Linked DNA regions of Salmo salar: region 2 is linked to region 1. Evidence: chromatin contacts called from public Hi-C data. All regions are on one chromosome and are shown on one strand. The core of a region is the stretch at or near the end of the contact, and the rest is flanking DNA. Distances in the headings are between cores, read along the strand shown.

The links. A called contact is a pair of places that touch in the nucleus more often than the background predicts.
Region 2: a contact with region 1 is called in a Hi-C map of gill, with 2.7 times the contacts expected there. The contact joins the promoter of LOC106577185 here to the promoter of LOC106577189 in region 1. A contact is called at or near these places in 2 of 3 Hi-C or Micro-C datasets (gill and muscle).

What each region holds. Positions count from the first base shown.
Region 1 is chrssa18:30,509,712-30,516,735 of Ssal_v3.1, reverse strand. LOC106577189 (AN1-type zinc finger protein 4) reads right to left here and starts at 3,713. Exons shown (of 11, transcript XM_014155035.2): 1 at 3,635-3,713; 2 at 3,183-3,276; 3 at 1,728-2,037. The coding sequence starts at 1,911.
Region 2 is chrssa18:30,792,350-30,798,556 of Ssal_v3.1, reverse strand. LOC106577185 (methylcytosine dioxygenase tet3-B) reads right to left here and starts at 1,498. Exons shown (of 11, transcript XM_014155012.2): 1 at 1,189-1,498; 2 at 1-141. It also overlaps the pseudogene LOC106577186.

The DNA.
Region 1 (7,024 bases), core at 2,464-4,963:
AAGAGCACAACACGCAGAGAGAGAGGTAGAAATAAAACGAGTAGAACCACAAACATCCTCAGATAGGGAGCAAGACAAAGAAATACAACAAATAGAACACCTTAGCCCAGGGAATCTAGGCATGGTTGCATCGCTATGGAAATGATAGGCATCTACTATCTAATGATAGTCTACTTCCAACCTATTTTCAGATCAGTAAGAGTAGGATGAGGAGACAAACAGGAGGCTACTGTAGACTACTGAGATGCATCCAGAGTAGTTCAAAGAGTCTGTCTCCTGACAGAATTGTTTGTCAATCTCAGCTGGAGACTTTCACCTCTCTGTTGTCAGCACTAGTGCCTGTTAGCTATCTCAAACATGAGCTTCCTGTAAATCACACTGCAGTTGAAAGGAGATAAATGGCTATAATTAAAGGATAAAAAATTAAGCAAGGCTTTGGAGGTAGGCCTACCACTGAAGCAAGTGGTAAGCAAGAGCTGCAAGAGATTTACGCTTTTACCAAGCTGTGCGTCATCTTGAACTGTACAAAGCCAATTTGTGGTGATCAATATTGTAAGATATTGCATGATCCTGTCAATTATCTTAAGAGCATTAGTCAAATAATGGCTATTGTTGATAACTAAATAAACGTTTGAACATATGTGGACAGAAACTATAAAGATTCTTAAAGAGCATTGTGTATAAAAAGCCATAGCAATAGTATTAAATAGGAACATGATTTGTATCAGTGTCCATAGATTCAGTTACTGGTACCATTTACCACACCACTGACAACCAAGTGACAACCGTAGAGAACACATTGACTCCCCTCTGCCTCTCCCGATAGGCTGTCGTACAATATTAAAACCTGAGGAAGAACATGCATAGCTGCATCATAAACGCCTATTTTTTTGTTGTTGTTGTTTTTTTTACAACCGCCATCACTCTACACACAAACAGCATCCCAAATGGCACCCTATTCCCCTATGGGCCCTGGTAAAAAGTTGTGTACTATATAGGGAATAGGATGCCATTTGGGACGCACACGATGTTCCTCTCCCGAACGCCTCCATCCCCCCCAGCTGTACTTCATCACTACTAAACACACTGGCTCCCAGAGCCTCCCACCTCACCAGGCCCAGCTCAGCTCAGCTCAGCCGTGGCTGGATTGATGAGGCCGTTTGGGGCCTTTAATATCCCAAACGTGCAGTGCTCTATCGAGCTCTCAAGGAAGACGGACGGAGGATGAGGCCGAATAAATGATTAAAGAAAAGTGCTTGGATTAAATAAGGTTTAACGTGTGTGTGGAAAGCCAACTAGCCAGAGCCTTTGTCTGCTTGGCCGGAGGAGCAGGGTGATATACGAAGTCTGATGCTGTGAGGATATAAATGTTTCTACTAAAACAGAAAGCCATTATTTGCAATGGAATACATTTGTATCCATCCCTCTTCTTGGCTTAGAAATGTATTTTGTATTGCTTGGCTCATCTTCTGTGCAAGAAGGTGAAAATCCACGTCTCTCTTTATAGTTTCTTATTCTAGGCAGCCAGGATTAGTATTGCATTAAATCTGAGCTTATTAATATTCATACATCATTTTCAATTGGCCATTTTTCAGGTCGCATTTCACAGACAGTGTTAGACAGGGAGGGAGCCTATCCTGCTTAAGTAAAGGAAGGGGAAACAGTATAGCCTTGTAGCCAACATGCTGGGTCAGGAAAAGTCACTACTGTACTGTTATATACTGTACCTTCCAGCCTCTGGATCTTGGCCTTGACAGAGATGACTGTCTCGATGGGCGAGACACGCAGCTCAAAGCAGGTCCCCGTCAACGTTTCGATGAACAGCTCCATGGTCTCGTAGAACGGCAACTTGTACTGGAAGGTCCCCACACTGTCGTCGTTATAGATAGGCGGCTCCTTTCTGTCCGACATCTTGGTGAGGTCAGGACTGCTTTAGGGGGAGGGGGATGTGGGAGGGGTGGCGGCCCAGGGGAAGGGAGAGGGGGATGGGTGTTCTCTGTTGTCACCACGGTAACACATCATGCAGGAAGCCCCAAGCTGTGGAGAGAGAGGTCTCAGTACCTTGACCTTTCTTCTAAGTCCAAGGTCCTCCGTCTCTGTTCCTCATACAGAAGACACCATGAGGCAAAAGAGAAAAACAAACAGCGATTCTGAGTGGCGTAGCAGTCTAAGGCACTGCATCTCAGTGCTATAAGCGTCACTACAGGCCCTGGTTCGATTCCAAGCTGTATCACAACCGGCTGTGATTGGGAGTCTCACAATTGGCCCAGCGTGGTGCGAGTTAGGGTTGGCCGGGGTAGGCCGTCATTGTAAATAAGAACTGTCTTCCCTATTTAAATAAAGGTTAAATAAAAAAATAAGTTGGGAAGGAAGGGTGGAGTTGACACACCTGTATGAACCTGGTAGGAAAGGAGTCCTGTATTTCCCTGACAACAAACAATCAACATGAAACATCTAGGTCCTACATTATGTAAGGAGACCTAACCCCCTCTGTTAATACTAGTGAGCAGAATGCAAAGTATTCCATTATGTCATTCGGAAGAAATGCGTATTAAAATATTCTCACACCAAGACACACACTGAAATGTCACCAACTCTCTCACCTTAAATAGGCCTAGGTCTATATGAGAGAGCAATAGTTTAGATCAAGAAATTACAGTACAATGGAAGTGACAAGTGTAAATCTTTATAAGCACCTTCATGAAACATTCTGCAGAGAGCAAGGCCCAGCCAGGCCACAGCTCCTGGCTGCAATATAGTCAGCTGTTAGCCTATATAAAGCCATTGGGAGGAGTATGTTGTGTCAAACACACAGACAGCTCTCTGCAATACAGTTAACCTGTATTTTATGTGACTGCAGTAACATTTCATTTTAAAAGCATGCAAATGTAAAGTTGTGGGCTGATTGATAGGAAAACAACTAGAGATCCCTTTCACACCAACACTAATCTTTATTCCCAATGTTTAAGGCTATATTATACCATTTCAGTCAGCTGCCCTAAATGTGTGTCAATCGTGAAAACAAAGGGTCTTAATCTTGCCTTTATCAGTGGCTTGTTTGTTACACATGGCTTACATGGTTACACAAGGATGTTAACTTCATAGCTAGCTAGTTAATAGACGACCAGACTGCACGCCTTTCTCTCTCTTTCTCACCAGAAACCCTAGCGTTTTGAACTCACCTTAACAGCATCCCAAGACTAGCTGGCAAGAGTGCACCGGCGATGAACAACTGGCTGTCGTCCCAAGACTACAAACACTCCGTATATTAGCTAGCTTGAAACAATAAAATAACACAAATGAAAGACAGTAGTAGCAAACTAAATGCATTCATTATTTAGCTAGCTAGCAAGTTCGTTAATCTAACTAAATATGTTGCGACTAGCTAGCTAGAACTAGCGAGCTAACCACTTTAGCAACCCAAACAATGGCTACCTTGCTTGGGTCGATGGTTGGCTAGCAAACTGCTACGCCTACTCTCCTCTTCAGATTCGACATTGTAGATTAGAATCAAAAGGGTCTGCTTATCTTCATGCTTAAATATAAAAAGGAAAGCCTGAAAGCTGCCCTTATTGCCCATGAACTGTGATAGATTGGTAAACCTTTCGGTTTTCGTGAACTCTACTCATCTCACCTGTCAAAAAACAGGAGACTCCTGAACCAGCCCATTGTGACTCTCTTGATTGACAACAAAGGCATCCTATGACGCAACGTGAAAAGTCTAGGTGAACCAATGAGGAGTACACAGAGACGGGACCAATATTGTTTGGAGACTGACCCTTTCTGCTACAACAAGAACACTGGCTTCAGAGTGACAAAGATACTGATAGCCCAACAAACTAAACCTTTCATGGAATAATGCAAACGGTTGTCTCTCTACATTTGAATAACTGGAAGTGTACAAGTTCTCTTTAAGCAATCATAAACTCTAAGGCTTCATGCCACAATGACTAACACCACAATGACTAACGCCCTGTAGCACTCACATCTGTAATCATGAAGTGCTATGAAAGGCTAGACACACTCCAATTTGCATACCGCCCCAACAGATCAATAGACAACAATGTCAATTGCACTCCACACTGCCCTCACCTACCTAGATAAGACAAATATCAATGTGAGAATGCTGTTCATTGACTACAGACCAGCGTTCAGCACCATTGTCCCCTCCAAGCTCATCACCAATCTTAGGACCATGGGACTGAACACCTCCCTCTGCAGCTGGATCCTGGACTTCCAGGCAACATCCCCTATGCCATGCTGACTCTCGCACAGGGGCCCCTCAGAGGTGTGTGCTTAGTCCCCTCCTACCATACAGGACTACAACACCATCATTAAGTTGACTCACCTTGAGTCAATTTACGTTTTATCTATAGATACGTTTTATCTATAATTTCTCTTCATTATTTCTCTTCATATGACAAGGATTAAAAATGATTTGCCAGTAGATTGTCGACTTGATTCATAATGGGGACTGCTAGCTAAGATTTTGAAAGTATGATGTTGACATAATGTGATTTGACCTCATTTTATCTGTGGTCAATGATCTTGAGCCTTCTTGGATGGGCACTTCTAATGTAACTCTATGGCAGCACCCAAGGGGCTAGAATTTTCTAGCTCTACCCTTACTTGGAGGTGACATATTGTCCTCATGAGTGACAGAACACTGAGCTAATCACGGCGCAACGCTCCATATTTTCTGTTTGATTGCCCCACCACTACAGAAAGCACCGAGCTAGGCTGAAACACCTGCATTTTGGAGCTGCCTTACTCAAGTAAACAAAAAAGAGACCATGTTTGTATTATTTTATTTACTCAATGATATAAACTCAGCAAAAAAAGAAATGTCCTCTCACTGTCAACTGCGTTTATTTTCAGCAAACTTAACATGTGTAAATATTTGTATGAACGTAAGATTCAACAACTAAGACCTGAACTGAACAAGTTCCACGGACATGTGACTATTAGATATTGAATAATGTGTCTCTGAACAAATGGGGGGGGTCAAAATCTAAAATAACTGTCAGTATCTGGTGTGGCCACCAGCTGCATTAAGTACTGCAGTGCATCTCCTCCTCATGGAATTCACCAGATTTGCCAGTTCTTGCTGTGAGATGTTACCCCACTCTTCCACCAAGGCACCTGCAAGTTCCCGGACATTTCTGGGGGGGAATGGCCCTAGCCCTCACCCTCCAATCCAACAGGTCCCAGACGTGCCTAATGGGATTGAGATCCGGGCTCTTCATTTGCCATGGCAGAACACTGACATTCCTGTCTTGCAGGAAATCACGCACAGAACGAGCAGTATGGCTGGTGGCATTGTCATGCTGGAGGGTCATGTCAGGATGAGTTTGCAGGAAGTGTACCACATGAGGGAGGAGGATGTCTTCCCTGTAATGCACAGCATTGAGATTGCCTGCAATGACAACAAACTCAGTCCGATGATGCTGTGACACACCGCCCCAGACCATGACGGACCCTCCATCTCCAAATCGATCCCGCTCCAGAGTACAGGCTTCGGTGTAACGCTCATTCCTTCAACAATAAACGCGAATCCGACCATCACCCCTGGTGAGACAAAACCGCAACTCGTCAGTGAAGGGCACTTTTTGCCAGTCCAGTCTAGTCCAGCGACAGTGGGTTTGTGCCCATAGGCGACGTTGTTGCCGGTGATGTCTGGTGAGGACTTGCCTTACAACAGGCCTACAAGCCCTCAGTCCAGCCTCTCTCAGCCTATTGCTGACAGTCTGAGCACTGATGGAGAGATTGTGCGTTCCTGGTGTAACTCGGACAGTTGTTGCCATCCTGTACCTATCCCGCAGGTGTGATGTTTGGATGTACCGATCCTGTGCAGTTGTTGTTACACATGGTCTGCCACTGCGAGGACGATCAGCTGTCCGTCTTGTCTCCCTGTAGCGCTGTCTTAGGCGTCTCATAGTACGGACATTGCAATTTATTGCCCTCGCCACATCTGCAGTCCTCATGCCTCCTTGCAGCATGCCTAAGGCATGTTCACGCAGATGTGCAAGGACCCTGGGCATCTTTCTTTTGGGGTTTTTCAGAGTCATTAGAAAGGCCTCTTTAAAGTCCTAAGTTTTCATAACTGTGACCTTAATTGCCTACCGTCTGTTAGCTGTTAGTATCTTAACGACCGTTCCACAGGTGCATGTTCATTAATTGTTTATGGTTCATTGAACAACCATGGGAAACTGTGTTTAAACCCTTTACAATGAAGATCTGTGAAGTTATTTGGATTTTTACAAATTATCTTTGAAAGACAAGCTCCTGAAAAAGGGACATTTCTTTTTTGCTGAGTTTATATACTTTTTACATTGTTTGCAAACTGATATGTGACACGTATGAATGTCAAAATAACATGCAAAACAGGAAAGCCCCCCCCAATTATTATTTTTTTGTTGCTAAAAATGTGTGGGCCAAAGCCCTGAATGATGGGTCACCACTGGTTCTCTATCAGGCGGTGTGAATGGAAGGTCCGGAAAATCGTTAAAGACTACAACCACCAGAGACATGGACTGTCCTCTGTGCTTCCGCACGGCAAGCGGTACTGGTGAATCAATTCTGACACCAACAGACTGCTGAACAGCTTCTATCCCCATGCCATAAGACTGTTAAATAGCTAACTAAATGGCTGGGACTGAGTTGACCAATGTATTTTCTTCTTATTTTGCACTGTCTCTATACACACTCACAGGGCCCTACAGTTACGTACACTGATACTCCAACACATACACACACTCACTTCATCATTTGCTCGCAAACAATATGCACATACATTTATAGACTCTACACACAAACACCCACACATAAAATCATCATATGCTGCTACTCTTAATCATATATCCTGATGCCTTGTCACCTTACCCATATTTTAATTACCTTTATTTAACTAGGCAAGTCAGTTTAGAACAAATTCTTATTTTCAATGGCGGCCGAGGAACAGTGGGTTAACTGCCTTCTTCAGGGGCAGAACGACAGAATTTTACCTTGTCAGCTCGGGGATTCG
Region 2 (6,207 bases), core at 249-2,748, 280 kb before region 1:
GTGAATGGTTGTTCTCAGCTGTGCTCCAACTTCAACTTTTTTTTCTCTCTTCCTTAATTTTTTTGAGATTGGATTACTGGCTTACACTGACACGCAAATGCTGAGTTATTTTCCCACCATGTTGAAAAGCTGTGCAAGGACCTGGAGGGAATTGATCAAGAAAATAAAAATATGTTAAAATAACTGTCTGTTTCTCTATTAGTGCACTATATAACACACCCAAACACATCCGTGTTTGACTGAACACTAAGGAGAAAACTTTTTTATTTTCCTAACAAAACATGCCTGGTCACACGTTTTTTTTTGTAGGTACTGGGTATAGTAGAACCCAATTGTATAATTTGTAGCAGATGTTTAGAAATCTTGAATTGCATGGTGTTGCATTCGGGCAATGAAGCGTGTGACTGCAAATAGAACATGTATGAGGTATCAGGTGTAACTATATGGGTTAGTTGTATAGTGTTGAAGATTGTCGAGTTACCAGCCGTCTTTCACTTTCAACTGATCATGTTCAATAAACTCGCCTTGTGAGCCCACTTTAGGCTACTGCAGTTTTCCCTACTGTGTCCCTTTAACGAAAGGAATGGCGCTGGGCCTGCCGTGCCAAATACGGTCCGTATTTGGCTTAGCCGACTAAACAGTTTACAACACACAACACCTTGTCAAAGCAATGATCCGTGAAGTAGAGACATGCTTATTACCATGTAGTTAACAGATTACACAATAACCATGTCCTATAAATAAATGATTCATTGCAATATCAATAATAGATTTGTATTATTAATCAATATGCTAAAATCTCCAAACGCTCCTTCTGCTTCCGCATGGCGGTGGTATTTATTTTATATTTAGGCTAAGCCATTTAACAGTTAAAAGGCAGAAGTGAAGCCCTTTAAAAAGTACAGGCTATCACACAACACCGGACTTGGCTCGCGGCCTACTTTTTTACTGCAAGAGTTTCGGACGGAAGCGTAATGACAATGTTGTAACCAGCTTGCAACACTTTTTGCCGCGTCGAGTAGATTTTCTTGCACTTGACCAAATGTCGGAAAAATATCGAGTATTTGACACTAGTGGCATTGGATGGCTGACTAAGCTATTCGTGAATGTCACAAATAACATACGTGTTGTTGGTTTAGATGTTATTTACACGTTGACTTTAAAAGGCAGCTCAAATACTTTACATACCAGAGAGACAGTTGCACTGTCTGAATTGCTAATAATATTCCACTCCTGATAGACACTGACGATCATTGTATTGGTTTCACTCGGAAAATATGGCAGGTTAGTAGCTCTTCTTTACAACGCTGATACATTGACTCAATCTACCAATACTGTATTTATCAAACATCTATATAGCCATACTGAATAAAACACAATTTATAGCGTAAATCCTTCTTGTGTCAATCCATTCGGGGAAGCCCTCTCTCCCTCCTCTCCCAGACGCGACCTACTGTCTCGAGTCAACTCAGCTCTGGAGTGAAGGGTCTTTGGGAAAACCTGGAATGGAGCATTTGTCTACTTTCTCTAATGAGTAGAGGTAACAAACTACTATCAAACTACTTCAAACCCTAGATAACCTTTAACAAGCTAATGTTTTGCGTCATATTCTGTATGGTTTACAACTGTGTAATAATAACAGCTTTAAAAATATATTTCAGAACTGTGTAATAATAACACCTTTAAAAACACTAACCTGCTCCACACAAATACTATATGACCCTATATGTAGAAAATGATAAAGTGTTTAGGCAGTTGTTGACATATTATTAATTGACACATTTATGGTTTAATTATGCCATTTTTGTTATTTATCAATGACGTTATTCACATGCGACAGTGCGACACTCGATCTGTGCACATGAAGGGCAACAGTTAGTGATCATAAAAACATGTGCCTTAACCCTTCATACATACATTTAACCGGTAGCCAGTTGTTTTTTGTATTGCTGTTTGTCTAAGCACGTTTGGCTATTCTTTAGCTACGCGTTTCTCGCAAAAATAGTGACCGGAAACTGAACTCACAATTGTCGCTCGGTGAGGTTGTCTCAACGAGTGCCCGCTAGACAGGTTTCTTTGGGGAATCAGGAAGAGATGGAGGCTACCTGCAAATGCTAACGCGCCGCTAGCGAGATCCGTTTTGCAACGTTTGTTCATCTGACAGTGTTGACCTTGCAGTGGGTAAAATGGCTAATATAAGTTATTAGTACAGCAACAGTCGATTGAACTGTGAGTCAGTGTTTGAACAGTCCATTCAATAGTAGAGATTGGAAATTGTAGCTAGTTGACTAGTTAACGTTAATCTGCTAGTAACGGTAGCACGATAACTCGACTTCAATGACAGCTAGCTACTACTAGCTCTTTTTTAGTTTTGATACGTAACTAGCCAGCTAACCAAACTATGTCTTGATTATACATTGTTTCAGTGATCAACAGCTTACAACGTTATGCCTCACATCATTATGTGTCTCTCAAGGCAAGGCAGAATGTCAGTGTTAGTAAGTTATATTGGTGGTCTGATGATGACCTCGAGCGTTGTCCTTTTTAATGCTGGGTGAGAATGTCATGTAGCTGTTGTGTTTTTTTCTTTGCATAGTTATGGATGCATTCGGGTCCTGATTGAACTCACACATCATGGCAATGGATGCTGCAGTCTCCATCTGTGGTCGTCCTGTGATCCCCAACCACACTCAGGCGGACTATCACTTTGTCCGTTCCTTCGTAGCTGGAGGTAAGGGCGGCTGCAGACTTCACTAGTGATGATAATACAGAAATACAATACAGAACATACAGTAGTACACATCCAGTGACACAAACCCTGGTTCTGATGCGCTGCATAGTGTGCAGGCAATTCATCCGGCAATAACAGACTACTATCATCGAAATGAATGGGTAAACCTCACCAGAGATCCAGAAGAAATGGGTATATGTCTACAGAGTTCTGACAGCTTAAACGTCTAGACGTTGGCAGAGCGACATAGGTATAATGAGTTTGTGGGTAGTTTTCACAGACCCAGATTAAGCTGACTTGTATTGGACCTGCATTAAAAAGCCTGCTAGATGGAGATTCTTTACTGAAAGTGCATTTTAGTCCAGGACTAAGCTTAAAGCTGAAATCCACACCACTGTTCAGTCAGCATCAGGTGAAACCGCACCACTGTTCAGTCAGCGTCAGGTGAAACAGCACCACTGTTCAGTCAGCATCAGGTGAAACAGCACCACTGTTCAGTCAGCATCAGGTGAAACAGCACCACTGTTCAGTCAGCGTCAGGTGAAACAGCACCACTGTTCAGTCAGCATCAGGTGAAACAGCACCACTGTTCAGTCAGCGTCAGGTGAAACAGCACCACTGTTCAGTCAGCGTCAGGTGAAACAGCACCACTGTTCAGTCAGCGTCAGGTGAAACAGCACCACTGTTCAGTCAGCATCAGGTGAAACAGCACCACTGTTCAGTCAGCATCAGGTGAAACCGCACCACTGTTCAGTCAGCGTCAGGTGAAACCGCACCACTGTTCAGTCAGCATCAGGTGAAACAGCACCACTGTTCAGTCAGCATCAGGTGAAACCGCACCACTGTTCAGTCAGCATCAGGTGAAACCGCACCACTGTTCAGTCAGCATCAGGTGAAACAGCACCACTGTTCAGTCAGCATCAGGTGAAACAGCACCACTGTTCAGTCAGCGTCAGGTGAAACAGCACCACTGTTCAGTCAGCATCAGGTGGAACAGCACCACTGTTCAGTCAGCGTCAGGTGAAACAGCACCACTGTTCAGTCAGCGTCAGGTGAAACAGCACCACTGTTCAGTCAGCGTCAGGTGAAACAGCACCACTGTTCAGTCAGCGTCAGGTGAAACAGCACCACTGTTCAGTCAGCGTCAGGTGAAACAGCACCACTGTTCAGTCAGCATCAGGTGAAACAGCACCACTGTTCAGTCAGCGTCAGGTGAAACAGCACCACTGTTCACCCCCAGCGCATTTGTAATTGTTTTTGTGTTGTTGATGAAACGGAGGAGAGGAGCATCCAGAATTCTGGGGAAACAAAATGGCGTGCAATGATGTCCGAGGGAAAGAAACATGTTGGTTGTTTGTTGCATAAATGGCTGGATACCAGCTTTAATACAGGTTAGGGAAACTGGCACTGAATGTGCAGGTTTTTATTTATATACAAATATAGATATGGTGCCTGGAGAAGTCACATGACGGTGGTCAATGTCTGTTGTCTATACAGTAGATACGGTGCCTGGAGAAGTCACATGACGGTGGTCAAGGTCTGTTGTCTATACAGTAGATACGGTGCCTGGAGAAGTCACATGACGGTGGTCAAGGTCTGTTGTCTATACAGTAGATACGGTGCCTGGAGAAGTCACATGACGGTGGTCAAGATCTGTTGTCTATACAGTAGATACGGTGCCTGGAGGTCTGTTGCTATAACTGTTAGTGTATCATCATCCATCTGCCAGTTATATTGAGGCTATTACTCTGTACTATCTGTAACTAAGATTGTCTTATTAGTCAGATGTTGAACATGGGAAGAAACCCCATGACCTGTCCAAAGTGATGTAATATGCATTTATCCAAACGAACATGTTTAGGGTCTGGGTTGAGCAAATTCTCATCCAACAGATAATTCTTCAGATTAATCTAATGGTTATTTTACTTAGTCTAGCCCAGATATGCTCATGTTGAGGGTGTCTGTATCTGTCTGAGTGTGTTTAGGTGTAGCAGGATGATGTGCCAAATACACCATCGCTCCTTTGGACAGAGTGAAGATCTTACTGTAAGCCAACAGTCCCCACAACAAAGACCTGGGTAAGATCTGGATAACTCTGCTGCAGTGGAAGTGTTACTGAACATGTAAACATGTCTGTCTTTTGTCAGTTGGTTTGTCATTGTCACTCATGTATCCCCCCTCCCATGGAAATCTGACACTGGTTTTCCTTGTTCTCACACCTGGTTGCAGCGAAAACGAAACTATGACATCCCTCCACACAATTATCTCTTGCTTATTTCTCTCCTTCACGCTCTCTCCCCTCCCTCTCTCCTCGAGGTGTGGTAGCTACTCTCCGTGTCATGCCAAGGAAGGAGGGTTACCTGGGGCTTTATAAAGGCAATGGGCCCATGATGGTCAGGATATTTCCCTACGGAGCTATCCAGTTCATGGCCTTTGACAAATACAAGAAGATCCTTAGTTAACAGCTGGGCGTCTCTGGACACATCCACATGGTCGGTTCTATGGCAGGTGAGAGAAGATCAGTGGTGAAAAGGACCTCTTTCATGGTGGAGAGGGAGGATCCAGAAAAGACAAAAGGAGGCTTGTATAATGCAGAGAAGATACTTCCTCACTCCTGATTATTTTTCCACAACAATAGTTTCAACAAAACGCCAACAGTTGTTGTTGAGTATATTTTATCTTACCATGTTATTGTTGCTCAGGGATGACAGCAGTGATATGTACGTACCCTCTTGATGTGATCAGAGCCTGTCTGGCTTACTAGATGAAAGGACACCATCGCTACACGGGCATCAGAAATGCCTTCCAGACCATATACCTAAAGGTATGCTATTTTATTTGTTCTGACATATCCCTTTATTTGTCTTTCAGTTTTACATTCAACCTGTTACCTGTGTTTGTGTTTCTCATTAACTGATGCTCAGTGGTGGTGTTTATTTTTTATATTTAAAGGAAGGAGGCATCCCTGGGACAGATCCCAACCCTTATAGGCATGACTCCATATGCAGGTGAACACACACAAACACACGGTGTTGTGACTAACTTTTTGTCCAGTTCATTGTGGGCCTCATTTGTTTTGTCCTCTGCCCTCCCTCCCTCCTCCCTCCCTCCCTCCCTCCCTCCCTCCCTCCCTCCCTCCCTCCCTCCCTCCAGGGTTCTTGTTCTTTACCTTCAGCACGTTGAAGACTTCCGTCCTCAGACAACCCAGAGGTGCTGATGCTGAAGACCCACGTCAACCTGCTCTGTGGAAGGGGTGGCCGGAGCTATCGCACAGACCATATCATAGGTTGATTGATTGACTGATTGGGTGTTTGACTGATGGATTGATTGGTTTTAAAGACCTACCCTATTCTCCTCTCCCTGTTCCCCACTTTTCTTCTACCTCTACATGTCTTCTCTACCTGTTCGCCTCTTCTCCTCTCCCTCTTCCCCCTTCTCTTCTCCATCTCCTCTACATGTTCTTCTCTTCTCCACTC